7 separate regions of the Mus musculus genome follow, and regions 1, 2, 4, 5, 6 and 7 are each linked to region 3. A link is a contact called in public ChIA-PET, Hi-C, HiChIP or PLAC-seq, Micro-C and promoter capture Hi-C data. All regions are on one chromosome and are shown on one strand. Each heading gives the region's core, a stretch centred on a gene start, on an enhancer-like site or on the middle of the called end of the contact. The rest is flanking DNA. Distances are from core to core; before and after follow the strand shown.

The links. Promoter capture Hi-C pulls out the DNA fragments that hold promoters and counts their contacts. A called contact is a pair of places that touch in the nucleus more often than the background predicts. ChIA-PET counts read pairs in DNA pulled down with a chosen protein or histone mark. HiChIP or PLAC-seq counts read pairs in DNA pulled down with a chosen protein or histone mark.
Region 1: a promoter capture Hi-C map of neural stem cells shows a contact between it and region 3. The contact joins the promoter of Gas8 here to the promoter of Nup133 in region 3. A contact is called at or near these places in 4 of 39 promoter capture datasets (hippocampal neurons, liver and neural stem cells), 2 of 115 datasets of contacts at active chromatin or transcription factors (the 230-238 cell line and bone marrow-derived macrophages) and 1 of 9 other capture datasets (embryonic stem cells).
Region 2: a contact with region 3 is called in an RNA polymerase II ChIA-PET map of memory CD8 T cells, with 116 read pairs. The contact joins the enhancer-like site here to the promoter of Nup133 in region 3. A contact is called at or near these places in 5 of 39 promoter capture datasets (3T3-L1-derived adipocytes, the HPC-7 cell line, the SN4741 cell line and 2 more), 9 of 115 datasets of contacts at active chromatin or transcription factors (the 230-238 cell line, CD4 single positive thymocytes, bone marrow-derived macrophages and 6 more) and 2 of 9 other capture datasets (adipose tissue and embryonic stem cells).
Region 4: an H3K4me3 HiChIP or PLAC-seq map of stem cell-derived neural progenitor cells shows a contact between it and region 3, with 5 times the contacts expected there. The contact joins the enhancer-like site here to the promoter of Nup133 in region 3. A contact is called at or near these places in 5 of 39 promoter capture datasets (the C10 cell line, the SN4741 cell line, cranial neural crest and 2 more), 7 of 115 datasets of contacts at active chromatin or transcription factors (embryonic forebrain, embryonic hindbrain, embryonic stem cells and 4 more) and 1 of 9 other capture datasets (embryonic stem cells).
Region 5: a contact with region 3 is called in a Micro-C map of embryonic stem cells, with 4 times the contacts expected there. The contact joins the promoter of Pgbd5 here to the promoter of Nup133 in region 3. A contact is called at or near these places in 6 of 39 promoter capture datasets (the 3T3-L1 cell line, hippocampal neurons, liver and 2 more), 2 of 484 Hi-C or Micro-C datasets (both in embryonic stem cells), 5 of 115 datasets of contacts at active chromatin or transcription factors (embryonic stem cells, large pre-B cells, pro-B cells and 1 more) and 2 of 9 other capture datasets (embryonic stem cells and pancreatic islet).
Region 6: a contact with region 3 is called in a Hi-C map of CD8 T cells, with 4 times the contacts expected there. The contact joins the promoter of Afg3l1 here to the promoter of Nup133 in region 3. A contact is called at or near these places in 3 of 39 promoter capture datasets (embryonic stem cells, hippocampal neurons and liver), 4 of 484 Hi-C or Micro-C datasets (CD4 T cells, CD8 T cells, embryonic stem cells and 1 more), 1 of 115 datasets of contacts at active chromatin or transcription factors (extraembryonic endoderm stem cells) and 2 of 9 other capture datasets (adipose tissue and embryonic stem cells).
Region 7: a contact with region 3 is called in an H3K4me3 HiChIP or PLAC-seq map of bone marrow-derived macrophages, with 2.9 times the contacts expected there. The contact joins the promoter of C330016L05Rik here to the promoter of Nup133 in region 3. A contact is called at or near these places in 1 of 39 promoter capture datasets (the 3T3-L1 cell line) and 5 of 115 datasets of contacts at active chromatin or transcription factors (bone marrow-derived macrophages, embryonic stem cells, large pre-B cells and 1 more).

What each region holds. Positions count from the first base shown.
Region 1 is chr8:123,517,059-123,520,090 of GRCm38.p6, reverse strand. It overlaps Gas8 (growth arrest specific 8), which reads right to left and starts at 1,256. Exons shown (of 11, transcript NM_018855.2): 1 at 1,139-1,256. The coding sequence starts at 1,141. It also overlaps a transcript of Dbndd1 not described here.
Region 2 is chr8:124,316,599-124,319,807 of GRCm38.p6, reverse strand. All of the region lies in intron 3 of Galnt2 (polypeptide N-acetylgalactosaminyltransferase 2), which reads right to left. Among named protein-coding and RNA genes, the nearest start is that of Galnt2, 87 kb to the right of the region's middle. Within about 2 kb of position 1,842, at least 129 of the 459 cell types and tissues checked have an H3K27ac peak or open chromatin away from gene starts, as enhancers often do. A contact at or near this core is called in the 230-238 cell line, CD4 single positive thymocytes, the HPC-7 cell line and 5 more, where this site is marked.
Region 3 is chr8:123,947,576-123,950,612 of GRCm38.p6, reverse strand. It overlaps Nup133 (nucleoporin 133), which reads left to right and starts at 1,348. Exons shown (of 26, transcript NM_172288.2): 1 at 1,348-1,615. The coding sequence starts at 1,437.
Region 4 is chr8:124,390,837-124,393,728 of GRCm38.p6, reverse strand. The region is part of intron 1 of Pgbd5 (piggyBac transposable element derived 5); the gene reads left to right. Among named protein-coding and RNA genes, the nearest start is that of Pgbd5, 42 kb to the left of the region's middle. Within about 2 kb of position 1,253, at least 16 of the 459 cell types and tissues checked have an H3K27ac peak or open chromatin away from gene starts, as enhancers often do.
Region 5 is chr8:124,432,517-124,435,567 of GRCm38.p6, reverse strand. It overlaps Pgbd5 (piggyBac transposable element derived 5), which reads left to right and starts at 1,632. Exons shown (of 7, transcript NM_171824.2): 1 at 1,632-1,769.
Region 6 is chr8:123,476,222-123,479,426 of GRCm38.p6, reverse strand. Afg3l1 (AFG3-like AAA ATPase 1) reads right to left here and starts at 1,565. Exons shown (of 17, transcript NM_054070.3): 1 at 1,380-1,565. The coding sequence starts at 1,517.
Region 7 is chr8:124,458,296-124,461,621 of GRCm38.p6, reverse strand. C330016L05Rik (a long non-coding RNA gene) reads left to right here and starts at 1,522. Exons shown (of 3, transcript XR_879349.1): 1 at 1,522-1,997. It overlaps Gm30209 (a long non-coding RNA gene), which reads left to right. Exons shown (of 3, transcript XR_388195.2): 3 at 779-912.

The sequences.
Region 1 (3,032 bases), core at 7-2,506, 430 kb after region 3:
AGGACAGCAGCAGTGTACTCACATATATAAAACAAATCTTACATTAAAAAAAAAAAAAGAAAAACTTATGGGGGGGTGGAGAAGGGGTGTTTTGGGAAAGGCAGCATTTGAGGAGGTAGTGTGGAAACCTAAAAGATAAAAAGAAAAACTTATCTGGGCTTTAAAAAGGAGGGATACACACACACACACACCCGCCCCACCCCACAAGTATACTGGCAACCACGCTTCATAGCCACCACAGAGACACAGAAGACCCTCATCAGCAAGGACCGAGAATAAGCCTTTTGGAGAGACCTCACAGCAATGACCGAATCTGAGGCTTCCTGACTCGTGTCTGCCATTATGAACCCACTTCAGGGAACTCTGGTCTTGAGCACACCGCACACACTGTGTCTGTCTGCAGATGTTCCCAGCAGACACTGCTCACAGGGCCTGCTTTATTCTAGCAGCCTTGACAAGGCCATAAATGCTTGGCGGGAAGATTAAGCAGCAGTTAATATCGGCCATAGTTCCAGGCAGGCAGACGCAGGAAGATGCCACCCCACCAGCTAATGACCCATGCCCTAGCACATCTGCCAAGACACTGCACTACTGACAGCATCTATCTCCTGGGTGGGGCGGGGCATTATGTGAGAAAAATAAAGGAGACAGGGGGCTTCGGCCTTCTTCTTCTCAGGAGCCTGAGATACCCAAGGTGTGTATCCCTGGTCACTCCATGACACTCTGCCCTTGGTAGGGAGGCCTCCGGCCACATGGTACACGCTAGGTTTTCCACCTCCGAGTTCTCGGGGTTTCTCCTGTGCCGGATTCTGCGCCCTGTGGACACTTAATTGACCCCTGAGCCCTTAAGTACTGGTCCCAAGGATCTGACGGACTCAGCTTCTGATTTCTGGACGCCTTGCACACTGGACTCTCAGTCTAGCCAGTGTGATGATCATCCCAGAGAACCTGAATGCAGGCCCCGGCCTCCTGGCCTCCCCAACCGGGACCACACGGAAGAACTGCGCCCAGCTCTCCATTCTAGTAATCCAAAATTGCAGGCCCTCCCAGTCCCGGGGACCCGACCCTCTCCACATTTCTGCACGAAAGCCTCCCAGGTTCTCTGTGCACTGGACACTCCGAGCACAGGCCGACTCACCATGGTGCCAGCAGTCCAGCACTTCCACTAATCCGGGATGGGCGCTGGTCAGAGGAGGCTGCGCGGTCTCCTGGCAACTCCGACTAGATCCCGTGCTGGTTCTCAAATCCTCGCGAGACTATCCTCCAGTTCTCCCCTCCCACCCACCCCCGCCCTAAGGGACCTGGGCAACCGGGAGTGCGTCCCTAACAACGCGCCAGAAGAGCTAGTGTTGCCCTCGGTGTATTGCTGGTCTCTCTCCCACTACAACTTGGGCTACAGAAGAAACCTATTGTGGTTCCTCGGGTTCTCCAGAGTCTACATGGCGGGCGCTCACAAGGAGGAACGGATAAAGAGAAAAGTCTGAATGATTAATCTGCCTCCCAAGCCAAGTTCCCAAATTGGATGCAAATATTGAGCTAAGAGCCCGCTCCTGCGGCCCATCCACCTTGCCCTGCTTGTGAAAATTCCTTCCACATGCTGCTCTGATGAGACTGAACGTGTAAAGCTGGGCTTCCAGAAAGAAAAACGCTAAGGGTGTTATGCCTGCGACCACTGGGGAAGCTGAGAGGAAGACTGCATGCGTTGGAAGCTAGCCTGGGCTACATACCAAAAACCCTGTCTCAAAAAAAAAAAAAAAAAAAAAAAAAAAAAAAAGAAAAAAATGCTGGAGAGATGGCTCAGCGGGTAAGAGCACTGACTGCTCTTCTGAAGGTAGAACCACCCATAATGAGACCTGACGCCCTCTTCTGATGCGTCTGAAGTCAGCTACAGTGTATTTATTTATAATAATAAATAAGCGAGTTGATTGGAGTTGCTTGGAGCAGGGCTGCACCCTGCATAACAACCACATAAAGGCTCACAACCATCTGTACAGCTGCAGTGTATGCACATACATAAAAAGAAAGAGAAACAAAACAAAAGCAAAACAACAACAAAGTGGCTTAGCAGGACAGGGTAAAACAGAAACAGAAGGGACAGCAGGTTATGCTCCTCTGCCTGCTCTGAGGATGAAGATTCCACACCCATAAGTGGATGCAGCAGGAGAGAAAGATTGCTCAGTGGTGGGGATCTGAGGCTCCTAGCAATGAGACTCCCCTGTTTGCTAACCCAACCTCCCAGTGTCCCCTCTCCCAGATTCTTGAAGAATGGCCCGCTGGAAGAACAACACCGGATCCTTGTGAGCATTCTAACAGTGGCTTATTTGTAGTAAATCTTAACAAAAGTCCAACATAGCCGCCACGCTGTTTGCTGTCAGTGAACTTTAAGGCGAGCCCCACTCGCCTGGGAAACTCAAAAGCAGCACCTAGAAGCACCTGAGCACAGTTAGGTCAGCTGTCGAATGCTGTCAGCCGAGAGCTCAGATTGTCAGCCGGAACATACACAGGTGGACTCCGGGTAGCCTGTTTTTTACGGGAGCCTTCCAAGAAAGCTGGATTTCTTTCCTAAAGACCTAGCCTTGGGAGTTGCACTGTCTCACATCTCCCACACTCTACTAGCCAGTGCAGTCACAGGCTCCAACAGCACTGCAGCTAAAAGATCCTGATGGTACGGTTCTGGAAGAAATGGTTCCAGCAGTTTTGGCTTGTTTGTTGAGGCGGAGTCCATGTAGCCAAGGCTGACCTCAAAGCCAGACCATCAGCAAGATCAGAGATGAACATGAACTGCTCCTCCTGCCTCCACCTGTGAAGCATTTGGGACAGGTGTGTAGCACCATGATTGGCTCCCTGACATTTTAACTGCTTTACTATTTTGGAAAGCACAGCCTGCTAATGTCCCAGGTACCTAATAGTGGCCTATGCCCAACCCTCTTTTTCTTTTTTTTTTTTTTAAGATTTATTTATTTTAAGTACACTGTAGCTGTCTTCAGACACCCCAGAAGAAGGCATCAGATCTCATTAGGGATGGTTGTGAG
Region 2 (3,209 bases), core at 593-3,092, 370 kb before region 3:
TCACTCCACGCTCTTCACCCTTTGCCGTGATTCGCTCCTGCTCTCATCTCACCCCACCGCAAGCCCAAGGCCTCGCAACCTCTCACTTCTCCCCTTCTGAGAGCTGAGATGGCAGGTGTGTGCCACCATGCCCAGCTCGTGCCTTCTATTTCTTGAGTGATTTTGGTAATATTTTCCTAGAAAAATATCTATTCCATTTACATTTCTTTTCGTAGACATGTACCTGCAACTGTCTTATTATCTTAGCTGCTCTGGGTGTCTCATGAACACACAACCTATCAGAGGTTTCTGGTTTTGTTACAGATCGTTGGGGGCGTATCTGAGAGAAGCTGCACACAGTCCTCTGTTTCCTCTGGGTTGCTCACTTTGCCTCCCTCCCCCACTTCCTTCTGCTTCAGGGTTAGCCTGCGGTTCTGACACCTTGAGTTGGAATAGACCAGGCTACCCCATATAAAGAACCAAGTTGACTTGAATGAATTTAGTCCTCACCTGGAGATGTAGGGAGTTCTATATTCTGCCAAGAGGAACTGGGAACAGGGAACAGCCTCCTGGCTCTGTGAAGACAGTGAGATGTGCCCCACTCTGTCCTGAGCTGAGGTCTGTTCCTGCTGCTGAGGTGGGAAGATAACGTAGCTGGGAGCCCTGTGGCTGGTCTGATTTCTGCCTTTGCCACTCACCGGACGACGTGTGAGTCTCTACAGCATGCTAACAATCAGAAGTCTCAAAACCCTGAAGAACTTAAGGTAGATCTTTCAGCTTCCCAGCTGGGGCACGGAAGTGCAGTGAGGACTGCTTTCACAGGAACACTGGGAGGATGTAGGCCCTGAGCAGAGGCAGTGGCTCACTGGAAGCCTGAATTCGCCCCCCCCCCCCCCAGTTCCTCTCAGCTGGGGGAAGACAGATCTGTCATCTCAGTGGCTGCCTTGGCAATTGATACAATGTTTCCAAAGTGTCTGGAACAGTCATCTAGCCTGTTGTGTGGCCGGAGTGCTAGCCAAGCCAGAGCTGGAAACACGTTCCCCACTCCTGAGCTGGCATCCAGGGTGAGCAGCTGCTGGAAAGCTACAGACAGCTGACCACCATCACAAAGCCGGACCTGGCCAGGGGATAGCAGGCTCACCGGGGATACCCAGAGCTGAGTCACATGCAGGTGCCTGGCTCTGCGGAACACTGATTGTAACCTGTAACCAAGCAGGCCAGGCAAAGAGCCCCAGGCTGTGCTGAGGCAGCTACCCTTAGACTCATTTGTAAAAACTATTTTTTAAGTTTTCATATACACATGTAGTTGTGTTAAGCCTGTTTCCCATATACCTCTCCCTCCCTTCCCAAGCGCCTCCTCTGTTCCAACCTAGACGGCTTCATTTCTACCTTCCTGTCATAAATACATACATGATTTTATGTATATAAAGTCTATATAAAGTCTAGGATCTGCAAATAAGAGAAAGCGTGTGATGTCTGTCATTTTGAGATTGGCTTATTCACCTAATATGATTGCATCAATTTTCCTATAAATGGCATGACGGCTCCTTCTTTACAGCTGAAAACAACCCCAGTGTCCTTGCCTTTCCCCACGCTGATGGCACCTGGCCTGCCTCTGTAACGTGGCTGCTGTGACTACCGCTGCTGTAATTGTCAATGTGCAAGTGTCTGTCTGTGTGATCTTGACTTGAATGTCCTCTAGGTAAATCCCCAGGAGTGGTATGGCTCCGTTGTCAGAAGATATGGTTTTGTGGTTTTTTTGTTTTTTTGTTTTTGTTTTTTTGAGAGACCTCCACACTGTGTGGAGAGATGCTATTCATGGCAGCAGCATACTGCAGAAGCAGAGTTCCTGCCTCTAACCACAGCCAACGGCACATACGGCAGACCCAGCCGCAGTCAGATACACAGAATGGGCTTGCTGGAAACAGCCCCACCCCATCCTACCTGAGCTAGATACATGTCTCAAGCTCTGCCCAGCAAAATAGCACAGACAGCTCTACATTTCAAGATGGTTGCTATGGAATTTTCCAGAAGCCTAGGTGAACAATTTGATAACTTCTGAATTAAAAATTGAGGCAGATATAAAAAAAAAAAAACAGTTAAAAGAACCAAACTAGCTGTTATATAATGCTTGCTTAACCAAAATGCTTAGTGGCCCTCCCAACAGCAGGGGCAAGACGGACATCCAGGTCCCAGCTGGCTCCTAGCCAGTCCTGATATCTACCCAGAATGCCCTGGGTCTTCTAACACCAGAGAACCGAACCCTAAAATACTTAATGACCTTTGCAGACTGCTCTGAAATTAGGCTCCTTAAGGTCTGGTTGCCAGGGTCTGACAAGCCCTGTTCACCCTGGGTTTGTTTATCTCATGTCACCATTATTAACCTAAAACAGCTTTCTCACGCCCTATAGTCCTGGCACCACATACCACAAACATCAGAGGAGCCAAGTTCAAAACCACAGCACTCATCACCTCATGGCACAAGACGCTGCCTGCCTCACTGACCGCCCTGCCTCGGAAAGCTCCGTGCCCTTTGGGAGGCTGGGGGTTCAGCACAAAAGCACAGACGGGGCCAGTAGCTGGCCTGGCACACTTCAGGCTGGGCAGCCTGGGAGGTGGTGCCAGCTCACAGAGGAAATCTGAACCTGCAGAGCCTCATGGGGTGCATTCTGCAGGCTGAGCTGTCGCAGGAGGCAGTGAAACTCTTTCATCAGGACTATCACCCACTTTCCACCACCTTCCGTTTTCCAGACGTTAGCTTTTAATGGAAAACTTTGAGAAAATAACAGCCTTACACAGTGCTGTGAGCGCTCCCTTAATCTCCCTAAGAACACCTCACCAGCAGCCATTCCTGAGAGTCAAAGCAAGACCTGTCCCTTTAAACTCATTCCTCCTGATGACAGAGCTCTCCCAGGAGTTCAGCTGCAGAGCAGCCAACAGGAACCACAATGCACTCCTTCCCTTGCTTGACCAGATGCCTGTCTGGGTCCCCCAGATGCCTGCCTGGGTTCCCCAGATGCCTGCCTCAGTCCCCAGCTGCAGATATCCTCCAACTACAGCTTCCACACGTGGGATGGCCCAGTCCTGCCTCACACGGAGCCATCCATGCCTCCGTTTGCTCCGCTCCTCTGGCATCCAAGTGGCTGAGCTCCAGGGCAACCTTCCCATGAACTGCCTGGGTGAGCGGCTTACGTTCCCCCCTGTGCTTATCTCTTCCAGGCCGAATGCCA
Region 3 (3,037 bases), core at 99-2,598:
AAAGCTGCTTTCTCTCATCCTTAGGGCAGAGATGACTCCTCCCTTCCATGTTCTCTCTCCCCCTACCCCCTCCCACTGTATTTACTTCTGATATGCCTAACAACCTTGTGTCCATAATGGTCTCTCAGGTAATTGGGTTTGTTTGTTGGCATTTGAGACAGTGTCTCATGTAGCCCAGGGTGGCTTTGAACAACTTCTGGTCCTACAGAGATTATAGGTGTGTGCAGCCACACCTGGCTCAAGTAGCTACTTCTAAATGCTTTTCTTTTTTTTTCCGAGTTCAATTCCCAGCACCCATGCTAGGTGGCGCACAACCCCCCTGTAACTAACTTCAGAGTCCAATGCCCTCCTTCTGGCTTTCTGAGCTCTTAAAAGATCAAAACTGCCCCAAGGAACTCGATGCCTCTATCAGCAGGAAGTAGTCTACGGATATCGAAGCCCCCTTTTCCTCTAGCCTTCTTTCTCCTACCTAGTGTTGGGGGGTTGAGAGGGAGACAAGTGGTAGAAATAGGAACCCATAAAGTGGTCAAAAGTCTGGCTACAATGTTGTCTAAGTGGGACACAATGAAAAAACCGAAAAGGAAAGGCCACCCGAAGTAACAAGGGACCTCACAAGTTCAGCAAGGGTCCCTGGGCAGTTATCAGCCCTGAATATTTACAAACTCTAGTACAGCCTCGGGCTAATCTCAGTTCACTGTTTAGTAATGTGGGGAGCAGAATGGAAAAGACACCCCCATACACACACTACGGTCTTCCGAAACAGCCGCAGAGGACTAACAGAACTGTGTGCACGCCTGCTATCGGCTTCTACTAGGGTCTGGAACTTCAGGGGCAGCGATGAGAGTGAACATGCCCGGGGACTGGGGGCACTGTCATTTCCGAATCTCCGGCAGTAGGACAGACCCATCAAAATGCAAGCTGTGCCTGGAAAGCAAAAAGCTGCAACCCGCTGCAGAGCCCAGACAATCGAACGAAGAACAAGCCTGAACCGATCTGAATTAGGTTGGGAAAAACTGTGAGCACACCACCGCCGCCCAGAGCGCGACTTCCTCAGCTCCGCCCACGGGCGCCTCCTTCCCCAGCCCACGCTCGCCGCGGAGGGTCAGCTCCAGCCGGAGACCGGCGCTTCTGGCAAGCTCTCGGTCCGGAGCACTGGATCCACCGCGGTGAATCGGGTCGCAGGACTCCAAATCGCCTGCCCCGCCCCTCCCCGGTACTGGATGTGACGTCAACAAAGCGCTCCCAGTTCCGACCTTGCCCCGAGTCTCGGCGCCGATCTTTGACGTCATTGCCATGCGCCTTCCCCTCCCTACTCGCTGAGCGCCCCCTTACGTCATCTCTAGGCGCCTTCCCGCCCCTCAGGTGTTCAAGCTCCGGGCGCGCGAGGTTCTCGCTATTAGCCCGCGAGTGCCGCTTCCTCCACGCTCTCTGCAAACATGTTTCCGAGCGTCTCCTCTCCGCGAACCCCAGGGCCGGGGACCCGACGCGGTCCGCTAGTCGGGATCGGGCCCACGTCCACGCCTAGAGCGAGCAGGAGGGGTCTGTCTCTGGGATCTGCGGTTAACTCGCCCGTGCTGTTCTCGCCCGCAGGCCGGCGCAGCTCGGTGAGCTCACGGTAAGTGGGGGTTCGGGGACCAGCGGGGTCCGCTCCACAGCGGGGAGGTGGAGCCTGGCAGTGGGGTAAGCTGCCGCAGAGTTCGAAAGTACTTCTGGTCATTCTCGCGTTTTATTGTCGCTGCTTAATGGTGGCCCTCGTTTTGCCCGTTCTCTGTTTAACTCTTTATTGGACCCATGGATTCACTCTGTCTCCGCGCTACAGAAAAGAATGAAAGAACCTTTTGAGCACTACGCTTGCAAGGTAGGAACATACTTCAGATTATTGTAAAGATTAAAAAGTCATTTCTTTATTATGTTGACACAGGTCAGTGTCGGGCTGCTGTTTGTTTAAAGTTGTGGTTTGACTCTGTGGCGTTTGACACGAGTAACATTTGGTCTGGTGTAGTCTTTTTGTGATATAGTGTAGGAATGCAGCCTGGAACTCAGTCCTGTCCACTTTGGGACAGCCCATGCTACGTACCCTAGGCTGACTTTGCTCAATCCACTTTTAAGATTCTTCTATTTCAAGCATGCAGTAGCTTGTCTGGCTACCATCATTTTGTTTAACACTTCCAGCTTTAAGTCAGGATCTCAGCATCTCAGGATTCAGTACACCTATCTGAGTCATGGTAAGAGCCTACAAACCTGGCAAAAATGTTTTCTCAGTGCCTAGCAAATGCTTATTACTACATACTGATTGGCAGTTAAAGGACTTGGGCCACAAAATGTGATGGTTGTGACTAGGTTACATAAAAGCACTTTGTGTGTGTGTGTGTGTGTGTGTGTGTGTGTGAGAGAGAGAGAGAGAGAGCGTGCTTCACTAAAGATGCTGGTGTGCTGCCAAGTCCACATGTATAGTAGAATTGTTACCCTCCTCAATGTAATTAACACGAAAATTCAGAATTGGGTTACCTTTTTCTAGAAGAATTTCTTCTGTTCATCTTTCAAAAGTGAATTTCTGGGATGGAAAGATGGCTCTGGGGATAAGAGCACTTGCTTTTCGATATCTATCTATCTATCATACAATCATATATATATATATACACATATATACACACACACACATATATGTATATATGATGGGTTAAAAAGATAGTAAGATGCATATATGTTCTGATACATCATTTTTGCTCAAAACAAACAAAAAAACCAGTAAATTAATCTCAAAAGTACCTGACAACTATTGCCTTAAAATTATTTTAAAAGGTATTGCTGGACATGGTAGTACACAACTTAAAATCCTAGCACATGGAAAGCTAAGGTAGGAGGACCCTGGATCAGAGCTAGTCTTGGCTATATAGTTCCAAAGCAACCAGAGACACACAGTGATGTGTGTGTGTGTGTGTGTGTGTGTGTGTGTGTGTATGTTTGTGTGTATGTTTGTGTGTGTGTGTGTGTGTGTGTGTGTATCTTAAGTGAATTTTTTTCTGCATGAAAACAG
Region 4 (2,892 bases), core at 4-2,503, 440 kb before region 3:
GTCCCATCTTGTCCATCCCTGGAGTGTGTGTTTGGAGAGAGGAGGCAAGACTGATTTGGGAAACAGCTATGCGGGACATGTCCATAGGTGTCTGAGCACCCACGACAGCACCGCACACTACCTACCCTCTTCACTGAGTAACCAGTATGTTCTCAGCCTGCCTCTAAACAAAGCCTTTGATCATCTGGAAGTCGTTATCAAGACAAGTCCCCTTCCTCTAGTCTTCATCTGCTGAGCTTCCAGCCAGCAACTTGGCAGAATTTCAGTTGAGGCACTGTCGGGGTGAGGGCTGTGCCAGTAGAAGGCCTAGCTGAGGATTTGGGGGGGGAGGGGCGCCAGGCTACCTGCTACAGGTGTCACCGCTGGTACCTCAGGAGGCCATGGTGAGAATCTGTAAGAGGTGTCTTTGTGCTGGTGGGCTCTTGTTAAGTGAGCCCACCTGCACCAGGGCACAATAAGCTAAGGAGACAGATCCCTCCCATCTCTGTGGCCATTGGCTCTCAGGCTTGTTGACAGGCATCTCACTATAGAGCGTGCTGGTAAGTAGGAGGGTGAGTAGAAGGTAGTCGTGGTGTCTCTGCTGTCTAATTCCATTCGCAGGGCTTTCCTTGGAGAAGTGTGTCCTGTGTCCTTTCTATTTGTACAGGAGGACTGTCCTGGATTAGGGGATGAGGGTGGACTGTGGTGGGCCATGGGAAAGGCAATGCCTTGCCACAGCAGCCACCGCCAGGGAGTTCTTCTCAGAAATCCCCACCCAGGCAAGCCTGGGATTCATGGCTTAGACAAGAGATACATTTTAGAGAGAGCTAAATGGGAGGCAAAGTTGGGTTAAAAAGAAAACAGAGGGTGCTCTTGAGAAAGTGAAGCCATCTGACTTGACAAGTATGGGCTCTGAGAGAGTCCAGCTCCTCTCTGTGTAGCTATGGGATCCGTGGCTCTAAGTTAGAGCTTGAAGGTTGCTAAGAAACCATCTTGGTTTTTCCTAACATTGCCCAGAGTGTAATTTATAACAAGCTTTAAAGTTAGAGTTTTTCTCAGTACACAAAATTGTCAGTTAGATTTATAAGGTATCCTCTATGTCTAAGAGACTGGTACGCTGGCAACAATGTGTCCGTAAGTAACCACTGCCTTGATTAATTACGTCTTTGACAGCCTTGATTGAAGTGGGGAGCTCTTCATCTGGCCCCTAAGCGAGCACAGCTTACTGTCTCTGGTAAGTTGCCTTTCAGAAAACACAGGCATCTCAGTGAGTCCTGTCAGTAGGATCTAAAGAGTGCTGTCTGTTTCTCATCAGTAAAAGCAGATCTGGTCCCAGAGCCTTCCTCCCTCCCTGCCGTCCCCGCCCCCAGCCTTTTCTCTCTACCTAAGTCTTTCCATCTTTTGTTCTTGGGAAAACGTCTTTTATTTGCCACAGCTGGCCTATAGTGTCCGGTGTCTCCAGTTGCCTTCCCTTTTGGTCACATGCTAGATGTTTGTGTGTTTGTAGGTAAGGCCAGCAAGGTACAGTAGGTACGCTGCTGGCGTCTTTCTAGGGTGGGGTGGGCTCTAATGGAAGCATCCAGGCAAACCCAGCAACAATGTAACTGTTCTAACTAACCACACCCAGTGGAATCTAGCCTGGGTGCAGACACCATCAGAGGGTGGCTGCTGAGTACCAGACCCTGCTTTTCTGTTGCTTGAGTCCAGTAGGTTGTTTCCTGGCCTCACCTGGCTCACTTAGGAGGGTGGCCATCTTAGGTGCCCTGGGACATGCGCTGGAGGGCCCTGCTGCTCTCCCTCTTCCTCATGCGTACTCAAGCCTCCTCTCCAAGGCTCAGATAGCTCGGTACATGCAGGTTTTACTAGCATCACAGTGGGAAGATGGTGTCACTGGGAAGAGAGCTGGCCCGGCCACAGACTCTGGCACCATCCCTCAGAGGATACAGTGGGACAGTGTGTCTAAGCCCTTTGGCCCTCATCTGTAAAGTTTCTTCAGGAATGTGGCTATGAGTTCTGATAGTCACTAGCTGTGCTCCTGGCACATGGTCGGCTGAATTAGTGTCCCACACACCAGTCACTTCTACTTATCCTCTGGAGTTGAGGGTGCCACCTGGCAGCTTTATGGGAGCAAAAATGCCCTCCATCTGCAATCTGGTGTTCTTTTAAGCAATGACATACATGCAGAATAGATGGGTAGTGGTCAGTTTTGCATCTTTTGTACCTCAAAGGAATAGACTTTCTAAGTTCTGTTGAATTTAGGTCACAGCTGACTGTCCTTCCACTGGTCTGAGTTTGTTTTCAAGACTGGCTGGGTCCCGCGCGGTGGGGGAGGGGGCTGCTGTCCTCGCCAAGAACTTCATCTCATCTCTGCTTTTGTCTTTTTAAGAGCTCATAATTTGAAGCTTAGAAGAGAATGTCTGTTGCCACAGGATGGGGCAATTAGAGGAGCTTTTGTGCTAGAAAGCTTAAATTGCAGTTTAAAAATACTCCGGCAGACTTTGGACGTGGCTTGGTTGGTAGAGTGCTTGCCACGCATGCATGAATCCCTCAGATTTAACTCCTAGCACCACATAAGCCAGACACGGTGGTACGTGCCCATCATTGTAGCACGTAAGAAGTGGAGGCAAAAGGATCAGAAGTTCGAGGCCATCTTCAGCTACATCATTAGTTCAAGGCCAGCCTGGGATATATACGATTCTGTCTCAGAACCACATGGGCCACTACATGAGTGCCATTGTACTTAGAAGTGTCTGTGTCCATCTCCCTTTTGAAGTGTGTGAGGACTGTCCCTGGACAGGGCTGCCTAGCTCCTGCCACACTCAGAAGGAAAGAGGAGGAGGTCTTAGTCACATCACAGGGCTTGTCACTCCGCCATCTAGGTTCATTGAACACATTTGTCCTGTACCTGTGGGT
Region 5 (3,051 bases), core at 383-2,882, 480 kb before region 3:
GGCAGTGCTCTGCAAATACTTTCTTGCTTATCAGCTAAATACACACAGAGGAGGAAGATCAGTAAGTCGCTTTCTCTTTCCAGCCTGGCTGCTTGTGATTGTCATGGATTCAAGCCTGTGCAGAGACCTGGTTTGCAGGTCACAGGGTCTGGGCACAGGCAGACGTGAGTGAAAATCTCAGCCAGGGCAGATGGGTCCCAGCACCCTTTTTCTTAGAAATAGAAACCCATTGTCTTCCGTTTGTGTAATTATCATTTACTACACCCAATAGGGGTCTCAAGCCCTTCACATCTACTTGGATTTATTTTATGTCGGAGTGAAAGTGACTTTATGACCCAGTTACCATTAATGTGACTTATTGCATTATGTTTGAGAGGAGGAGGAGGAGAGAAGACATTCTGATGAGGGGAGGTCGGCCAGCCGGCCTCATGCTTTGCCCCCAGAAGAGAGGAGACAGACTCTGCTCCATTGTTAGATCTCTGAAACCCTGGCGACCAGCTGTTTGTTTCCTGATCATATAATCCTCTTCCAGATGTGCGTTGTCTTAGGCCTGTGCAAGTGATACCAGGGCGCAGGTGGTGATAGTTCTCATGGAAGCAATTTTGAGTTCAGAAGATGTGAGCATCAAAGGACTGTGAGAAATGACGAGCCACCTCATTCCAGTGTTGCGGTCCTTACATGACAGTTGTTGGAGGAGAGACTGTTTTAGTGTCTGACCCAGGTTCCCAAAAGAGCAAGGTTCGGGGAAGCTAGAAGGGCAACCTGAAATTCACAGGAGTGCTGGGCGCAGCCTCGGCTGGCCGCCCACCTGGAGCGTGTCCGCAGAGTGAATTTCAGAACCGCTGGGCGGACAGCTCCTCGGAGCCGGGCGCGGCTGCGCAAGGGGCGGGCCAAAGAGCACGGAGCACCGGGACCCGCCTCCCTCCCCACGCCGGCGAGCGGCTATGAGCTTATGGGCGGGGCTCCTCGCGACTGACTGCCCTAGCGTCACGCCCCGAGGAGGCAGGGCGACCTGCTATCCCCGCCCCCGCGAGGCCGGCGCTCTCTATTGGCCAGCAGCTGAAGGTGCTGGAGGCGGGCCCGGTCCACGGCTCGCGCCCGGGAAGGTCGGCGGCGCAACGCGGTTGCCGCGGGGAGGGTGCGCGGGGACGCGACGGGGCCGGGCGCGGCGGAGACGCAGCGGGTGGGGGCGGCGGCGGCTCTGGGCAGCGGCTGAGTCTCTTCCCGCCGCGGCCGCAGCCAGCGGCGCCCGAGCTCCAAGGCGCATCCCGGGCGCGCGGCCCGAGCGGCCAAGACGGCGGGCCGGCCGGGCGCGGGGCGGCGCGCGCTGTGCTGCGGGCTGCGCTGGTGGGGAGCCACGGGCCGCGGCGGGGGTCCCGGGCCCGGCGTGTGCGGCTGGGAGGCGCTGTGGGGTGTGGGCGCGCGGGCGGCGGCCGGGGCTATGGCCGAGGGCGGTGGGGGCTCACGGAGGAGGGCTCCGGCGCTGCTGGAGGCAGCCCGTGCACGCTACGAGAGCCTGCACATCTCGGACGACGTGTTCGGCGAGTCGGGCCCGGACAGCGGCGGGAACCCCTTTTACAGCACCTCCGCAGCCTCACGCTCCTCCTCGGCCGCCTCCTCGGACGATGAGCGTGAGCGCCCCGCGCCTCCGGGGACCGCCCCGCCATCCTACGCCGCGGATCCCTTGGAACTCGAGGAGGACGAGACCGGTGGGGGCTGGAGCGCCGTGCTGAGGGATCGCCCGTCCCCGCGCTTCGAGGACACCGGTGGTGAGGATCGACCGGGGACACTGGGGTGCAGGGACACACAGGGCGCGGTCTGAAGGCTGGAGCACGGGCCAGACTGGTTCCAGACACACCCGACCTGCACCTGTGTGTTTCTGGAAACAGCTGGTTTGGGGAGCAGGGATTAAACAGAGAGGGTCCTACTGCACAGGATGGTGGTCCCAGGTTTCTCGTGGGTGGAGACCAAGCCAGCAGCACTTTGCCAGAGGCTTTCGGTCGTCTGGCAGTGTCACACCTGTGGGGTCAGTAAAGTATGGCTCTTTTGGTGGAGGGGATCCAAACGCCTGGCACGGCTGAGGCTGAGTCCTTTGCAGTACGCAGGATCTAGGTGTCAGGGGTCAGGCCAGTCGCAGCTGAAGCACATAGAGAGCCCAGAGCCAGAGCATATCAGCATCTTCACTGCTCTCTGTTTTCCCGAGAAACTTCCTGTGGTGCCAGTCGATCTCTAGCTGAGCACCGGAAGGAGCCAAGGGTGATTCCACTGCGTTAGGGAGTGTTAGTCCGAGTTACTTTCAAGGTGTGTAGACCAGACTCAGATTATCCGGAGGCGACTGGAGTTGAGCACAGCCACCCTGCTACTCTGAGCCCTCAGCTGTTGGCTTCTGCAGAGTCTAAAATAGTGCTGCTTTGCAGCAGCTTGGTCAGCTTCTGCTTTCTGAGATGTGGAAACTGCTTTCCCATATGATCCTCAGTGCTGCTGTTCAGGCTCCATGGCTTCCTAGCAGCCAGATGTTACACCATATATTCTGTGAAGTGCACACAACCAGTGTGAATGGGCACCAAGGAGTGCCCCTTTGCATAGTCTCTCTCTCTCTCTCTCTCTCTCTCTCTCTCTCTCTCTCTCTCTGTGTGTGTGTGTGTGTGTGTCACTCACACACACACACACACACTTTGGGCAGTGTACATGACACTATAGCTATTGTTCCTCAAGATTGCAGGTGCACAGGAGGTAGGCTCCAGGGCCTGGGTATGGAAACGTAGCTGCAGGGAGCTGGCAATGGGAAAGGTTGGCCCAGCCCTGGAGGGAGTGTTCTGCAACCTTGCCAGGCTGCGGTGTGGATGGGCAAAGTTGCATCTGGATTGGAGGGTTACCATCACCATGCAAGGTTCTAAGTGGGTACATTTTAAAACCCAACCATTTGGCTGTGGTTTATGGTACTCTAAATTGTCCTCCTATATGCCACCCTTCATTTCCCAGTGTGCCTTAAAGGCCTCCTGCCCTGGACAGCTGCTTTCCATATTGGATGTTGGGATTGTACCAGCCTGG
Region 6 (3,205 bases), core at 316-2,815, 470 kb after region 3:
CAGAGTACTCTGTTTCCAGCTTTCCTGAGCTGTCTGCCATCCCACACTGGGATGGGCGCTGATGATGCAGCTGTTGGAGTCATTTCTGTAAGTAACTCCACCAAAACTCACTAGTTCACCAGATGGACTCTACCGTGGTCTGTTGCCCGCTCCCTATCTGCCGTGGGTAATGTTTGTTCCCTAAGAGCAGTGTCACACAACACCTTTCTTTGGTCTGTTACCAGTGCTCTGTCTAGGGTGAGTGGGCACTCTGATGTCTCGCCACGAAAAGCCACCCAACCAAGTCAAAGTCCATCCAATGTACTTCTTTCACAAAGACACTGGCCCACAGCAACTCAGAACTGTCTATAACAATCACTATATGACTGATCTTCAACGGGTCACCCACCGGAACAGGATGTGCGACATGACCTGAAATGACTGTGCAATGCACAGCACTAGAAACAAACCTGAGGGCATTTTCCCGACCCACTGTGCAGCTACCTCCTCCAAACCCAGAGATTCCCCCCTACAGAGAGGGAAGCTCTTAAGCCTCAAGAAGCCCCATAAACCTTATGCTCAGAAGCTTAAAAAAAAATCCACGGGCCCCCAGACCCAAAGTTCTACAGGCAGGAAAGAACTGCTGAGGGGAGGGAGCCTCTTCAGTGGTACTGACTGTAGGTTCGCCTTGCGTTGTGACCTGTATGTGAGCCTTTCATCGATGAAACTGCTTTTGAGTCACTCCTGTTAAGTAACCTTCCCCGGTGCGGCCATATTTAATTCCAATAAGCTCACTGGTTCACAAAGCTAGAGGAATGGAATCATTTTGACCTATCGTGAGTGCCCTAGCTGGGGTAAATGGACATTTGCTCATGGACCGTTACACCACACTACTGTCATATTAAGAGGGAACAAGACCAAAACTGAATTGAGGAAGAACGGCTGTATGGCCCCTGTGATGGTAACACGCATTTATTTGAAGATGGATAATCTGCATGGATATTCCCTTTCGCCGTGGTGAGCCTCCTTACTACTGGCAGATGTACCTGTGAGGGGTGATAAAATATCTAGTAAGGCTAAACTATCTAAAAAATGAAGCATCAGTGGCGGGAATTCCATGGTGGCCATCTTTCTCTGCTTAGTATGGAGACCTACGCCTCCTTAATGAATAAAGGCTACTACCTTTTAAGTGGGGCCCTGCAATAGCTAACTGGATAATGGCTAGATCGCACCCGCTCAAGTGTTCCGATCAGCCGTAGGTAGACACTAGTGGAGTCGGAGGCAGAAATCGGGAAGACGCTGCGCCCGGCCCAGCCGCAGGCCGATGACGTCACCGCGACGCCCAGCGCGGCCCCCGCCACGCCGCCCGGAACCCGTGGCCCCAGCGCTGCCCTGCTCACCTGCAGAGCAATGCCACAGGCCCTCACGCTGCTCCAGACCGTCCCGCCGCTCCCTGCGCATCCGCCACATCGCCACAGCTTGGAGAAAGGCCAGGCCAGGGCTCGACTGCCCGCCGCCCCCACCAGCCGCAGTAACATCCCCCGGCCCTGACCTCGCGCCGCCCCCTGGGCGCGCGCACGCGCAGCAGGCGGATCATAGTGCACCACGCCCTCGGGGGCGCGCGTGCGCAGCTGGCCGCCGCATCGGCTCGGACCTCTCTTTGGGTGTCTGGTTCGCGGCCGTGCTCCTTAGGATCCTGAACCCGAGTGTCGCTTCGCGCTGCCTGACAGCTGATGGCGGATGGTCCGCGGCCAACTTGACCTAGACACCAAGGGCCTTTAGACGTATTTTAAATTTTGCATTGTCAACGACATCAATGGCTTCGGTGGGTCCTCGGGGTAACGCGGCTCACGTAATTAAATTTTGAGGCTACTTCTCCCTGGTTGAGGGTACTAGTATTACCGGTTGGAGGTGCTCCCGGTATTTTACATCCAGACTAGATGTGGTTCGAGACCTATCGTGAACAAAGGAACTGTTATTTGGTGCACGACTTGTCTCATTGATCCACGTCATAGACCCTTGTTTAATTTTACTTAACAACATTTTTATTCCTGCGGATGCGCAGGGAGCGACGGGACGGTCTGGAGCAGCGTGAGGGCCTGTGGCATTGCTCTGCGGGAGAGCACTTGGTTGGTATATAGAGTCACCCCAGTTTTGATTTGCCTGCAGTTGTGCGGACTAGCAATTTGGACTTGGCATTAGGGAGGTGTGGGTGTTCAGGATGAACCAGTTTCTGGACAGTGGGGCTGTCCACGACACACGTGGCATCTGCGTGTACTCAGATTCTACCTTGACTACATTTCAAAGGTACAGATGCCCGGGAGAAGACCATTGTCACCCATAGTGTTAGCAGTCCTTCTATGCTCCGCCCAACGGTTACCTAGCAACAAGGCCTGGCTTGCTATAAAAGGGTCTGTTCCCTCCCAACCCGACCCCTACTCCCATACCCCCCTCCATGTCTTCGCTCTCTCTGCCCCTTCTCCCCTTCTCTCTCTCAGACTTTCTTCTCTCCCTGACCCCTTTCTCCCTCTCTCCCCAACTCCTCCCTCCTTCCTCCTCTCCACGGGTTCCTGGCCAGCCTCTCCTCTCCTCTTCTCTTTTCTCTCTTTGACTGCCTCTACTCCCTTCTCAACTCCCTTCCCATGCCCCCAAATAAACTGTTCTACATTATACCTGTCCTGTGGCTGATAACTCAGGGAAAGGGATGTGCCGAGGCATCCCTCCCGCCTCACCATACCGCGCTGGAGTGGGAGATGGTGATAAAAGAAAATGAGATTTTGTATCTTGTGATTCATGTAAAAGAGTTGTCTATGAGCCCGTGGCCTGGGGCTGAGAACAAAGCAGAACAGACAGGGCTGTTGTTAAGACATTCCTAAGAACAGCTTGATTGTACAAGCAGGGCTATCTTGTCTGGGTCAACACCACCTGGCTGGAACCTCCCCTCTGTCCACTGCCCCTTGATGCCGGGTAAAGTCATACATCAACTGGTTGCTATGTGAACAAGATAAGCCCCTAGCCCACAGGAACAAAGTCCTGATGCCCTTTTGCTAACATGTAATCTTTCTGTTAATGTTTAAATAAGCCAATAGTGTGTCACTATGCTGAATTCCACACCCCTAAGCCCCTTACCCCATAAAAACCCCTAGCTTTCGAGCCTCGTGGCCGACATCCGTTATCTCCTTTGTGGGATGCATGTCGGTCCGGAGCTCCGTCATTAAACATCCTC
Region 7 (3,326 bases), core at 273-2,772, 510 kb before region 3:
GGATAAACTTTATCTTTCAATTATTGTAAGCCACTTATTTCGGATATTATCCTCTATTTTAATATTGTTAAAGATTGCATCCTTCAACAGTAACAGTGCGGCTCTTATGCTAATAAGAAACAAATGCACACCAAAGGGTTTATTTTGTGTTCTCTTTAATCTGAGAAACAATAGCAGGTCACAACTCATTAGAAGGAAAGCTCCCAAGAGCGTACACACACAGAGCCAACGAGCGACGTCAGCACGAATCGCTTAATAAATGAAAAACTGGCTCCTTTTGTGGTGGCAAAGGAATCAATTATGCTTCCCCTGGGGGGAAATGTCATCGTCCTGGTTAAACCTGTGTGTTTTAGATGTGATGAGAAAGAAGCTCAGCTCAGACCTGTGACCCCAGCGCTGAGAGGCGGAGGCAGTTCCAGATCAGCCCGGGTACAGTGGGAGACCCCCCACTCCCTGCCCCCTAGACAGTGGAAATAAGTTTGATCTAGTGGTAATAAACCAGGGAACCATGTAGATTTTTCTATTCAGCTAAAGATAGCCCCTTTTGGGGTACAGGGAAGGTGTCTCTTTAGGGGGAATCTCAGAGAATCCCACTTTATTACTTAGAAGTACAAAACCGAGAGAATGAACCTATATTACAGGGGGTTTATTAGATTGGCTTACACAGCATTAGCTGGGCAGTCCAGGGACAGCTGGTGCATGCTAGGGACACAGAGAAGTAGGCTTGCTGCTCAGCCCAATGCCAGATGCTTTAGCAGCTCCAATCTGTCCGTGAAAGCCTGGAGGGGAGATGCCAGGACAGCCACTGTTGTGCAGTCCACACTGGAGGACCGGGACAGCTGTGTTCAGTTGTCAGGGAAGGAATGCAACTGCACTGGCCATCAACAGAGTTGACATACAACCAGCAAGCAAAAGTGGGTAAGCTTTTCTGGGACTCGAAGGGTCTTCCCCTATTGCTTAATCCTATCTGGAACCCACCCCCACCCCCACCCCCACCCCCAAGACCCACCCAGCATGCCTCTTGGTTTCTTCTAGATCCATCTTCTAGATGATGATACCCATCATACCCTTCAAGGTCTTGATGCTCTGGCGTAGGGGTGGAAGGCAGGAAAGTGGCCATGACCTTCCAGCTCCTGCCTCCTCTCAGTTGCTACTGCACCATGTTTAGGAGTAATGTGCTTTAAAATATGATTTTTTTGTTGCTAATATATTACATTGGTACAGTAATTTACTACAATGTAACAACCAATATCAATATGTTATTATGGGTTAAAGTCTGTAATTTATCCTGATTCCCTCAGTGTCTCCTTTAACTGTTTTGGGACCTTCTCTACCCCAACCTTCTGCACAGGACAAAACCTCTGTCACCACAATGTTATGGTCATATATTACTACTGTTAAGCAATATTCCTTTGTATCATGGTCGGTTTGATTTTATTTGGAGATTTGTCTGTTTTATGTATATGGGTGTTTTTCCTACATGTATGCGCACCGTGTTTGTACCTGGTGCCCATGGAAGCTAGAAGAGGGCATCAATTCCCCTAAAGCTGGGTTTACAGACTTCTGCGAGTCACCACGTGGGTGCTAGGAATTGAATCCAGGTTCTCTGGAAGAGCCGTCAGTGCTCACAGCGGGCTGAGCCATCTCCCCAGCCCTTGAGATTGTTTTCAACGGTAACTTGCCACAAATTGGAATCACCGGGATAGGGAGATCACCTGAAGAAGAGTCCGGATTGCCTGGGCCGAGTGAGAAGACCCACCTGAATGTGGGCGGTGCCTTCTGGTAGGTGGAAGGGGCGTGGCGGAGAAAGATCACCTGACCTTTGTACTTGGCCATTGCTGCCGCGTCTGCTCCTAACTCCTTTGCTGACACCAGATCAAGCATTTCCTGGCTTTCCTGGGAGACTAGGAACCGGAGGTTCTCTGAGGACCTTCTGAGCTGCCACAGCACACTGGGACTACTGGACACCCAGTCTCAAGCACCATGTAACTAATGAGGTATCTTAGTTTTTTTTTTTTGTTTTTGTTTTTTTTTTTAAAGCTGTGTTGAGGGTCAATATGCAGATGTCCAGATCGATTGTGTATTGCCCATATCAAAAATCAATGTGCACAGTGATTGTTATCAGTAGGAGTTTTACTACTATCACTTGTTTTAGTGCTGGGGATGGAAGCCAGAGCTGGGCGAGCTCTACTGAGCTGCACTGAGCCTCATTCCCAGCCCTGCCTACAATTGCTAATACAAGAAAGAAGTTTCCACTCTTCTACACAGTCAGTCGTGTGACTTTTCATCTTGAACGTGAGGCCAATCTTCCTGAAGATGCCAGAATAAGAAAGAAGCTGGGGCTGGAGAGATGGCTCAGCAGTTAAGAGCACTGACTGCTCTTCCAGAGGTCCCGAGTTCAATTCCCAGCAACCACATGGCGGCTCACAACCATTTGTAATAGGATCCGATGCCCTCTTCTGGTGTGTCTGAAGACAGCCACAGTATACTCATATACATAAAATAAATCTTTAAAAAAAAGAAAAGAAAATATTAAAAGTAGAAAATAATAATAATTATTATTCTATCTAAGCCAACAGTGGAACAGAGCTCATGTGACCCTCACAAGAATGATCTATGGCTCTGTTCTGCAATGGCCTCCCTTGATCACCAGCAGGGCTGGGAAGGCTGCAGGCTTCCTGTGTTTCCTCTCGGGCACTCCCCTTTGCTCTCTTTCCATGACTCCTGTGATGCCCACCACTGGGCTTTCCTCATGTCGTCGTGTCCCAGATAATAGATGTGATGGCCTGATGGGCACCATCAGCGAAGCTGGACTGAGGTACCAGAGACCCCTGAGTTCACAGACCAGAGGCAGCTTATAACAACCAGCTTTGGGAACGGCTGGTGGTCCAGGGTCTCTACCTGCTGGCCATGGAAACAATAGGCGCATGCGCTCTCTGTCTCAAGGTGGGCGTGGCACAAATAGGCCAGCTTAGGTTTCTCCTTGGCAAAATGATCGGAGGCTTCTCCCTCCACTATCACCCTGCTAATAAATATCTCACAACAGCTCACTAATGATCGACTGGAGCGTGAAGGAATGGCTGAATGTACATAAGTGTCTGGCTCAGAGCATGTTCCTGTCTTAAACGCTGCCACCCATTCCTGGACTCATAATTCCAAAACGGAGCAGACGTTCCAGACTGTTCTTGCCCTTTGCGCCATGGATGAACGTGGATGTAATTCACAGGAGCTTCCCAGGAGAGTCAAGAGCGAAAGAGGGAGACGGGGAGGAAGGACAGAAAGGGACTGTCCTTGGGGTCTGTCTAGGCATGGGATTTTCAGGATCC